2 separate regions of the Mus musculus genome follow, and region 1 is linked to region 2. The links are chromatin contacts, called in public Micro-C maps. All regions are on one chromosome and are shown on one strand. The core of a region is the stretch at or near the end of the contact, and the rest is flanking DNA. Distances in the headings are between cores, read along the strand shown.

What was found. A called contact is a pair of places that touch in the nucleus more often than the background predicts.
Region 1: a contact with region 2 is called in a Micro-C map of palatal mesenchyme, with 3 times the contacts expected there. The contact joins two enhancer-like sites. A contact is called at or near these places in 4 of 484 Hi-C or Micro-C datasets (embryonic fibroblasts, myocytes, nephron progenitors and 1 more).

What each region holds. Positions count from the first base shown.
Region 1 is chr15:94,213,211-94,215,910 of GRCm38.p6, forward strand. No RefSeq gene overlaps it. Among named protein-coding and RNA genes, the nearest start is that of D630010B17Rik, 33 kb to the right of the region's middle. Within about 2 kb of position 1,446, at least 45 of the 459 cell types and tissues checked have an H3K27ac peak or open chromatin away from gene starts, as enhancers often do. A contact at or near this core is called in palatal mesenchyme, where this site is marked.
Region 2 is chr15:93,655,553-93,658,252 of GRCm38.p6, forward strand. No RefSeq gene overlaps it. Among named protein-coding and RNA genes, the nearest start is that of Gm41387, 3.3 kb to the right of the region's middle. Within about 2 kb of position 1,384, at least 36 of the 459 cell types and tissues checked have an H3K27ac peak or open chromatin away from gene starts, as enhancers often do. A contact at or near this core is called in palatal mesenchyme, where this site is marked.

The DNA of each region.
Region 1 (2,700 bases), core at 196-2,695, 560 kb after region 2:
TTGATTCCATTGTAGATCAGGGGAGAGCACTCTTTTCAAGTAAAAACCCTAGCTTCTGTGAAATTTGGAATGTAAGAAAGCCTTTCTCATCGTTCTTAAACTGCATTATTTCTAATGGTTACTTATTTCAGATTGAATTAAGTCAAGCTTAGTAGAAAAGGATTTTTATGTCTCTTCTTATTTGCATTTGTTTGTCAAAATCTCTTTAAAGCGATTTATAGGGTAATCTTCCAAAAATTCTCTTATGTTTGACTTATTTGTAAAAGCGATACATTTGTGTCGATGTTTTATGTTTTACATTTTTTTTTCCAGCCCATTTAAAAACCTCACTTCTCTCTAGTCAATCCTTAAACAGTTGGGGAAAAAAAAATCATGTTCTCGATTTCACATGAAATACAAGAGTGCCCTCTCTTGTCCACCACAGAGTAATACAGCTGAAAAGGAAAGGTCCTCTTTAGTGACAAGGAACTGATAGAGGCATCTCTAATAATAAATACACCTTAGATTTTAATAAGAAAAGGGAGATTTATTGCAAGAAAACCACAATGCAAGGAGGGCTGAGTCTCAAGAGGTAGATACACTGAGTCTGAATAGACCTAGGAGTTAGAATGCGTTTCATTTTCAAAGTCACTGAAATATTTGCACTGTTAGGGAGATAGCAATCCCTCTGATATGTATCTATAAATAATAACATGTTGACTTTTCACTTTTAAAATCACTGAAATAAAAGCAACGGAAATATGATGTTGGTAGCTATTGTTGTTGTCAATACAGGATTGCACAAACTGTGCCACACCTGCTGAAGGGAGTTTTTGTTGCCCCATCTCCCTTGGGAAGCCATTGAAACAAACAAAATGTATCTAGGTCTTTGTGTTAGCTAGGAAAGACCAACCTGGTGTAGAGATTTCCTGGTCAGGTCAGACAGAATGTACTAGTGGAGACCAGAGTCCCTGCCACGTTCCAAGAGAGGCACAAGGGATACTATGCTGTGGTTTTGATTGGCTTTCCCAGAAGTTTAAAGTGAAAAAGCAACCACACTGTGTTCATGTTTCCTGGAATCTCAGATGAGGCAGTTATACCAATAAATCCTTCACCTTCTATGAAAGATGTTTCCTTAAAGCATGAAGGGAAGTTGTATTTATTAGAGGGATTTGGGGGAAAGACAGCACAAGTTTTTAAATCTAAGATTACTCCTTGCTCAGCTCCCCCTGACACATACACCCCACACTCTAGCAGTGTTTTATGCTCCTGTCAAGCGCTGCTCACTGACAAATCTTAGTCCTACAACCACTCCCCATGGTTTGAGATCTATCCCAAGACAGAAGTAACCTCTGAGGATCAGAGTCGCCCACACAGGACATAGTGAGCTTCTCCATAGGTGGCTGTAGCTGTTTGCAGAGTCTAAGGTCACGTGTGCACAGAACATCTGGTGCTCATTTCCTTCTGAGATATGCTGCCGCTGCTGCCGCCGCTGCTGCCACCATCTGAATAACGGATCACTCTGAAGCTCTGTGTAGCTGCGTAAGAACTGGATCACTCACTACCACGGGGGTCTCCCTATGGCTATTGTGAATCCCACAGCTCTCCTGTGTGACAGAAGCTATTGTCATCTTCCCTTTACCCAGAGTAGTGAGCATCACCTAGATCACATATCCAGATTTACTGGCTGGAAGTTGAGTTTGAACACAGATCAAGGAATTGAGTGGTAGGCTTGTCCTGTCCTAACTGTTCTCACCTCCCAAACTCATATCTGCTCTTCAAAGCTCTGATCTTCAACAATGTTGCTTCATGAGTTGTTCCCCCTCTCTCATTCTCTCTCTCTCTCTGTGTGCGTGTGTATGTGTGTGTATGTGTGTGTATGTTCCAAACAGCATCATCCTTAGCTATCTTTTTTAGTGGTTGTTTTATTATTTATCTATTTGCATATTTTTTTCTCCAAAGGGTTTCTTTGTGTAGCCCTGGCTGTCCTGGATATCACTCTGTAGACCAGGCTGGCCTCAAACTCAGAAATCCGACTGCCTCCACCTCCCAAGTGCTGGGATTAAAGGCGTGCACCACCACTGCCTGGCTCACACATGCGTTTCTTATAGGAAAGGGCACTTACCTATAGAGTGATGAGGCGTAAAACAGCGTCTTAAGTAGGTTGACTTATCATCAAGGTATCTATCCATTCTGCCAGTACTTACTAAGACCTGATGATCCTAGGTGCCAGGTGTACAGCAGTAGATGAGTAAGGTCAACTACATGCATAGTTTTAAAACTAATGAATTGAATATGAGGAGAGCTCTAGACATAATTTTAATTAATGCCCCACTTTGTTGGTAATTATCAGCTTTTAGTAGAAAGGTAGCTTGCCAATCTATTTTTTTGTCCTTATTGATGGACTAATTGAGAACATAATTACAGCTCATTAAGAGTTTTCTGAAGATCTATAGAAGGATCATCAAGATACAAACAGAAGTATCTTTTAAAAAGGGAGAAAGCAAGTGATAGGGGCCAATAGGGGAAAATATAGAATCTTTCTGATTTTTTTTAATTTGGGTAATCTATTGGAATGAGTTACAAATTGAAAATATTTGGCAGATGCGGATTTATTAACAACTAAAGAAATGAATCCGAGTGCAGCTCCGTTTTATCCGCACAGTAGATCAATATATTTTGCAGGCTGCTATTTCCTGGATAGGTCTGGCTTAGTATCAT
Region 2 (2,700 bases), core at 134-2,633:
AGCTCCACACTGGCTTTACATGCCCAGAGAAGGGTGTGTGTGTGTGTATGTGAGTGTGCGCATGTGTGTGCATGTGTGCATATGTGTGCATGTGTGTGTGCATATATGTGTGTGCATGTGTGCATACGTGTGCATGTGCTTATCGTGTGCCTGTCATGTGCATCTGTGTATGTGTGTGTGCACATATGTGTGTGTGTGTGTGTGTGTGTGCGCGCATGTGTGTAGTATCTGGGCAAGAGAGGCTACCCCTGCATTGCCTCCATCAAAGAGAAATATCAAACCCATTCTGACTGCAAATTACAAAATAGTCAGAATTACAGAGCTGCAAAGTTTACCACTCATAAACTGGTAGCTTTCCAAACTGCAGGCCAAGCCTTATCTCCATAGCTGACACACACACTTTATCTCGCCTGTGGAAAAAGGGTACGGCTTAGCTTTCAAATGAACATAGATGCTGAAGTGTGACCACAGTGCACAGTGCCGACTCTTAAGCTGTGAATTGGCGTTGTTTGTCTAGATATTTTTTTTTGTCACAATTCTATGCCTTTGTGGTTACCACACATATCTAGTTGCCTAATGGTGTGGTACCCAGTAGGTAGGGGAGAAGCGGGGAGAGCTTGCGGATGGGTTACAGTTCTGCCATCGGCCATCTTCATCTCCATCACCAGCTTTGCAGCATCTGCATCGACTGCAGCATCTCTTCTCATCCCCCCAAGCCCCCGCCTTCCCTGAAGTGTTGACTTAAAATGCTCTTGAAGCACTTTACAGTCCTGCTTTCTCCCATCCTTGGCATATATGACTGCCCATGCTTAGGATGTTTTCCACTTTCTTCCTGGCTTAGTTGACACCTCCTCTGTCCCCACTGCCACCTGCTGCTCAAGGGTAACCTTGTAGGTGTGCATTTGCTTGAATCCATGCATCCCAGCTCTTGTTCAAGCCAAGCTTTCACAAGCAGAATTTCGCCGTGGTTCAGAGCACATGGCTCGGAGCACCTCGATGTCGATGCTTGTATTAGACCAGCTTGAGTTTCTTCATAAGGATTGAGGCTCCCTGGCACAGAGACCATGCCAGTTTGCTGCCTGGTTGTAGGTTAGATTTTTGCAAAGTTAAGTTGGCTGCAAGCGAGGTGCTTCCTGCATGGCCCAGCTCCAGTTCTGACTTTTTTCATTCACATATTTGATTTCTACTTTTTTTGTGTGTGACCCCGTAACTAGTCTTAGAACCCTTCAAGGGCAGAAACTGAGTATATTTGTCTCTGTAGCACTAAGGTATGCATCTATTTTTAAACAGAATGTGAGGAGAGGGCCCACCTGCAAGGCTGTGACATAATCAGAAAGCTATGTCCTATATACTGTCTCTTCTAAAAATAGCCCGGCACATGCTCGGCTATAATATGACTCAGATGCTTCCCGTAGTAGATTTTCAGGGAGACGCCTGTCTTCATACTCTAGTTAGAGCCCTGAAGTCGAGTTAGTCTTTAAAAGGAATGGTTAGGAAACTGTTAGGATATATCACTCTTAAGGATGTATCAATCCTGGGTTTCATTGGAGGCAGAGACTCCTTCCGCCACACATCTCTTCTTCCCAATGTTGCTTTTGCCCCTTACCCTTTAGTAAAAGCGAAAGGACAGGACACAGGGCCTGGCAGAACTACCTATGGACTGTCTGAAATATGTAAGTGAAACTTTTGGGGGCTTCATACTTGGAGTTAAACTTGGGTTTTGTCCTTAGCTAGTTGAGTGACCTTAGTGAGTTGGTGGCATCTCTCCGAGTGTTCTTGTCACACAAAGTGGAAACAGGGCTATGCCTGAGCCCACAGGGCTGCAGCAATCACAGTGGAGACTGTGAGCTGCGTGACATGCACAATAGTTGCTTTTCCTCTGCCAGTGGGGTCGGGTGGCCAATTCGGTGAGCATCCCGGTGGGACAGACATCTTGGGATAGGTAACACAACCCCTATTTTCTTTTTTTCTTCTCTTTCTTCCTTCCTTCCTTCCTTCCTTCCTTCCTTCCTTCCTTCCTTCCTTCCTTCCTTTCTTTCTTTCTTTCTTTCTTTCTTTCTTTCTTTCTTTTTGGTTTTTCGAGACAGGGTTTCTCTGTGTAGCCCTGGCCGTCCTGGAACTCTGTAGACCAGGCTGGCCTCGAACTCTGAAATCTGCCTGCCCCTGCCTCCTGAGTGCTGGGATTAAAGGCGTGCGCCACCATGCCCGGGTCTCTTTTTTTCTTTGTAAAGGCGTAGTTCAAGAGGACTGAAAGGGTCTTGGGAAGCCCCATCTCCCATGCATTCTTGTGTTGGCTGAGGGATGGCGGCAGGGGCTGGATGTGAGCACTTTGAGGACAGATGCACACCTTCAAAAGAACAAGGCAATAAAAGTCTATGAGCAAGACAGAGCCGATGGGACCTTGCTCCATAAGGACCCTGTGCTGAAGGAAGGCCCTGCCTCCTGGCAGCTGCAGACTCTGACTGCATTTTTATTGTAGATTTTTGAGTGTGAATTTTTTTTTTTAAATGTGTGATGTCTTGTTGTCATGTTCACTTCCTCTGAGCCTGGTGTTTACTTTTTTTTTATTAATTATTATTTTTTTCTTTCTAGCAGTGGAAGCTCAGATTAGACAGCGAAGTGGAAGAATATTATATTTTCCACATGGCAACCCAAAGTGAAGAATAATTGTTGCAGCATTCTGGGTCTAGAGAAAGGTTT